Regions from separate parts of the Ovis aries genome. Here region 2 is linked to region 1. A link is a contact called in public Hi-C data. All regions are on one chromosome and are shown on one strand. The core of a region is the stretch at or near the end of the contact, and the rest is flanking DNA. Distances in the headings are between cores, read along the strand shown.

Region 1 (2,700 bases), core at 190-2,689:
TCAGGTGTTCACAGCCGAGGGTTCCCCAGTGTCAGGAGCTGGTCTCTGTTGGGTCCCCGATGCTGATGGAAATCTTTCATCAACTGGGAGAGCCACATGGGCCTTCTGGATCTGAGTCCCCGCTGTGGGGTGAGAGACACCTAGGACTCCCACGAGGGCGGGTTAGAAACCTCTTTACAAGCATTTCAAGATACATGCGTCCTTTTTTTTTTTTTTTTCTTTTCACTATCATAGTCACTCTGGTGAATCCAAGCATAAACAGACAAATCAGACTACAAGGCGACAGGGTGTGGACGGGGAGGGGAGGGCGACATCTATGTATATGTTCAGCTGCTCCAGGACAGACCACCCTGCTTCCCGCTGGGACAGGGCGGGGAAGAACCAGTTCCGAGGGGGCACGTTTCCCTTTACGGGGTGCGGAGGGCTGATGACACAGACTTGGGGTCGAGCAGCGGCTGGGCTCCAAGAGGCTGGCAGTCACAAGCTGGGGCAGAAGTGGGGGACAACGGGGGCGTGGTCCTGCCCTCGGGGCCTTGCCCGCCTGCCCCAGGGCCATGGCAGGCATCCGGGACGGCCAGCCTGCTGCCAGCTCGGCACTGGACGGGGATCGGGCCCAGACAAGGCATGGACATCCAGGGTCACTGCGAACCCCACCCTGGCTTGCGACTGTGATGGCGGTGGGGGCAGGGAACTGAGTAAGGTCGTGGGGGCCTTCGTGAGGGACACAGCTGGATGCCTATAACTCAGACAGATGGAGGTTCCTGGTGTCCGGACCTCGCCCTCCTTGACTTCCCCCTTGGTATAAAGCAGGTGTCGCCCCATCAGAACAATGTCCATTACCGAGAAGGGGTGGGTGGTGGGGCGGGGAACTCGGGACAGCGTGACGTAGTGAGGGGACAGGCAGTGACCAGGCTCCGCACGGCAGACACACAGGCGTGGTGGGGGCAGACGCAGGGCTGCATGGCCGTGGGAAGGAGGAGAGGTTTAGGACCGGAGGCCCAGGCTTGGAAACAGGCAGGTGCTCCCAAGAGGCACAAGTCCTTACAAAGAGAACTGGTTAGCCCTAAGTTCCAGATCTGTGAGGTGGCCAAAAACGCGGCTGCAGTTCCCACCTTCAGAACTCAACAAAACGGGGGGTTCCAGGGGGCGGAGGGAAGCCCCTCAGCTCAGGAGCCCCCACCCACCCTGCGAGAAGCGAGGAAGAGGCCAGCGCTCGGTGGTCTTTTCCAAGGAGGTGACCCACACGACGTCCTTCCCATCACCTTTCTTCTGCCCCGTCCCTTCTCCCCGCAGAGGGTAGGCCTCCGCCGACCCCGAGCCCCAAGAACCGGACGCCGCTTGGTCCGAGGCTGCGGCGGGCGGCGGAGGCTGTGCCCTGCCCGCGGCCCTCCAGGCAGGCCCCAGCGTCCCCGCCCCTCACAGGCCCCGCCCCCAAGGCCCCTTCCGCTTCCCGCCCCGCCCCCTGCCCGCCCCGCCCACCCCGTCCTGCTCCAAAGGCGCCTCGTGCGCCTGTGGCTCCACCGAAGTGCCAAGTTTCAAGCCCCTTGTTGCCACTGCTGCCTCGGGGACACCCCCAGAATGGGGCACCCCCCCAGGCCTGGAGAGTCCCCGGAAGCAGCTTGCAGAGCCTCCCTTCTCCCTCTTCCACTCAGAGGGGAAAAAAAAAGAATCAAAGTAACTGCCCAAGGAAATTCTGGGTGGACCCTCTTTTGGAGTGTTTTTAAAAATACTTTATTAGGACTGGCCCACCCATCAATTTGGAAAGCTGAACTTGGCTCTGTTCCGGTCACTGATTTGGAAGCCCCGAGCCAGAGCTGAGCGACAAGCAGGTTAGTGATTAACCGATGAACCGATCTGTGAGGAGCAGCTGGGGGAGGGCAGAGGGCGAAGGGCCAGAGCATTATTCTTTTTTTTCCCACACTCTCCCACTCTCTTCTCTCCACGATTATTGACCGCCCCGGGGCCTGATCACAAACCCTGCTTGGCCAGGGAGGCAGACACCTCGTCAGCGAGGGTGGCGAGCTGCGGCGAGTCCACCATGTCGATGCTGCCGGTGGAGGACACGTTGCTGAGGTGCCGGGGGGACGTGTCCCCCGACACCACGGGTGACTTGTACACGATCTCCGCCCCATGGTCGGTCTTGGCTTTGGCGTTCTCGCGGAAGGTCAGCTTGTGGGTTTCGATCTGTAAGAGAAGAGCAGGCAGGCTAAGGAGGAGAGCTGGGCCGGGTGACCGCCCGCTGGCCTTGGGAGGGAGGGAGCCATGGTGGCGCCGACGGCTTCATGGCTTCCCAACAACTAAGCTGCACCATGCTAGTCACCTGCCAGCCAGCCCCCCAGGCCCCCTCTCCAGAAGCAGAGACCGTTGTGGGTTTTTTGTGTGCCCTTCTAGGAATAGCCCACACATGCAAACATGTACGTGTGAGAAAAAATACATATACATGTACATACAGGCATATATGTATAAATACATATACATACACAGGTACATACTACATATGGCACCAGTATCCACATGCTTTGCACTCTACCTTGCGTTGCACTGCTTGTTGAGGCTGTGTGCTTTCCCATGGCAGCAAATATACCAAAATGTATCTACTCCCCTGCGGGTAGATATTTAGGCTGTTCCAACCTTTGCTCTCACAGACAATGCTGTGTGAAAAATGCTGAATAACCTTGTACTCACATCATTTCACATATG
Region 2 (2,751 bases), core at 65-2,564, 170 kb before region 1:
ACCTGGTGTCTTCATCTGTGAAAAGGGTATAATTATAGTATCTAGATCCTGGGGTGGATTTTGTAACAACTAAATGAGTTTGTTGATGCGAAGTGCTTAGAATAACACTTGGTATGTGCTCAGTAAACATGAGCTACTAATTTTCTTCATGACATCTGTTTGCTAGGGCTGCCATAACAAAGTGGCACGAAGTAAGTGGCTTAAACAACAGACATGTATTGTCTCTGAGCTCTGCAGGCTAGAAGTCTGAGGGCAGGGGCATTCTCCATCCGAGGGCCCTTGGGCAGGATGTCTTCCAGGCCTTTACTCTAGCATCTGGTACATCTTTGGCTTTTAGCCGCATAACTGCAGTCTGTGCACTAAGTTCTCTCTGTGTATGTATCTCTTTTGTTCAAAAATTCTCCTTTTTAAAAGGACAGCAGTCATATTGGATTAGGGCACATTCTAATCACCTCATTTTAACTTGGTTATCTCTGTAAAGACTCTTTCTCCAATTGTGGTCACATTCTGAGGTACGCAGAGTTAGGAGTCCAAAATATCTTCTTGAGGGTTGGAGAACACCATTCAACTCATAACAGCATCCTTTAGCCTTGACAGCCCCATAGATTAATGTTATTCATCAAGGGTAGCAGACCTCCAGTACTTATACATAGGAAATGAAAATTTGGGTGCAAATTGGTCACATGATTTAAAGAAGTAGATTGTTTCTTTAGGTGTCTCATATATTTGTCCTTTTATTTATTTTTATTGAAGTATAATTATTTACAAGGTTGTTTCTGGTGTATAGCAAAGTGATACATAACTGAATCACTTTCAGATTTTTTTCAATTAATATTTATTGCAGGGTATTGGATATATAGTTCCCTGTGCTATAGAGTAGGACCTTGTTTATCTTATTTGTCTTTAATATCTAGATTTTTGTTGTTGAGACTTTAGATTTATATAAAATTGACACTTTAGAAGGTGGTAATATTCTTTTTGTTTAGCTATCAGTAAAATTCCGATTTGAAAGATTAAGGTCAAGATTACAGTCTGCTCTGCGTGTCTCATCCTTTGTGAAAATTGATGAAACCTTGGGATTTCCTTACTGCGTAAGAATTAGGCCCAGGTACCTGTCTCAAATGAACACCTCCTTGTCTGTGTGAATGGAGAGACGTTTTATATTCAATCAGATGCCATATTTGAAGAAACAGGCATGGTTATCCTCCACCATTTGACTTCTTTTGGGAATGGACAGTATGGGTCATTCCAGCGAGAGCAGGACCTTGAGGAAGTTCCTCCTGTGGCCCAGTTGATATGGCCCGCCCTCTGCTTCCATTCCCCTCCTGTTTGTCTTGAGGGTAAAGTTCAACCTTTGTGACACAGCGTATAGACACATGATGGTCTGGCTACTATTTTGTTTCAAAATCTTTCTCTGCAGGCCAGTTACACCCTTTTGTTTGATGGTTTCCTCTCATGAAACTCATATTAATACTGTGAAAGTTTTGAAAATTTTTCTAATAGATATTACATGCTTTTCTGCCTCCTTAAGAAAGCACCCTGTACAAAATTTTATTTTAAATAATAATTCAGAATTACAGAAGATTTTCCCTATGTACGTCCTAACTGTACTGTGCTGAGATATAATGTGTCTTTGCAGGTCGTAAGGTAAACTGTATTCATGGAGTAGTGTGTGCATATATTTCATACTCTTGGGCCAGTCTTCATACTCTTTTGTCTGATTAATCTACTTTCTTGATCGCCTACCTTAGTATCCGGCTGTTACTGGCCTTGCTCCAGCCTCCAGCAGCTCTCCCCTCTATTTTAATGCCTTCTTTCTCTGGGAGGTTAGGATATCAGCAAACTAAACTTGTATAAATTATTTGCCAGGGAAGGTGAATAGACCTTTGATGATGGCTAGAGTGAGCCATCTTGCTCCAGTATTTATCCAACCAAGTATTCTATGGATAAAATACGTGAAAAGTGACGGCTTTTTGAGCATCTAATGCAATTGTGTGATTTTGCTTGTGTGCATTTTATGGAGAGGAAGAGTCCATTACTTTCCTCAGCTTTTTACGGTGGTCTGGGACTACTTTTGATAAATACGTGCTATGGAATTGCTCTGTTAATTGTCATCAGAGGCTAGTTCCCCAATTCCTTCTCCTGTCTACCTGTCCTGAGAGGACGTGTTGGGTAATTGTTTGGACTGGGGGAGGAAGGGCCATTTGACTAGGCCAGAGAGGGTGCTGACCATGCCGAGGCAGAGCCGGGGAGAGAAAGTCGTGAGCAGGAGAGCAGCTCTGGGCATTGAGGACAAAGGGGGTAGCCATCGTAAGTTCTGGAAGCTCAGAGAATATATTTACATACTTGACTTGAAGAAATAGAAAAATACTATCTTTTTAAAGAATTATATTTTGGTTCTGAACAATCTAGTGATTTTAGTTTTTGCTAGATTTTTTTCTTGCTTCGAAATCATCTTGTGACCTGTTTGCCACCTAGATCATAGTTTAATGAGACAGTTGGATAAGAGTGAAAACAGGAGTAAAAGAATCAACGCATATAATGCTACAATTCTAAAAGCATCTTATTGTGGAGGGTTCTTCAGAAGTTAGGCAGCTCCCTTGCTTACAGAGAAAACCTTTTTCCACAGAGCCTGTGGGGAAGAGACCCTTCTTGGGCCCACCCTACCCCTGTCTTTGTTTCTTCTCATACTAGGCCACCTCTCTGGTCTCTCGAGCTATTTTTTCCTCCTCATAGAGACCTCTGTCTGTC

What was found. A called contact is a pair of places that touch in the nucleus more often than the background predicts.
Region 2: a contact with region 1 is called in a Hi-C map of liver, with 3 times the contacts expected there. The contact joins two enhancer-like sites. A contact is called at or near these places in 5 of 16 Hi-C or Micro-C datasets (blood, hypothalamus, liver and 2 more).

The regions. Positions count from the first base shown.
Region 1 is chr11:45,741,715-45,744,414 of ARS-UI_Ramb_v3.0, reverse strand. MAPT (microtubule associated protein tau) reads right to left here. Exons shown (of 9, transcript XM_042256134.2): 9 at 1-2,184. The coding sequence ends at 1,969. Among named protein-coding and RNA genes, the nearest start is that of MAPT, 120 kb to the right of the region's middle. Within about 2 kb of position 1,439, at least 23 of the 54 cell types and tissues checked have an H3K27ac peak or open chromatin away from gene starts, as enhancers often do. A contact at or near this core is called in liver, where this site is marked.
Region 2 is chr11:45,907,499-45,910,249 of ARS-UI_Ramb_v3.0, reverse strand. The region is part of intron 2 of KANSL1 (KAT8 regulatory NSL complex subunit 1); the gene reads left to right. Among named protein-coding and RNA genes, the nearest start is that of KANSL1, 6.7 kb to the left of the region's middle. Within about 2 kb of position 1,314, at least 2 of the 54 cell types and tissues checked have an H3K27ac peak or open chromatin away from gene starts, as enhancers often do. A contact at or near this core is called in liver, where this site is marked.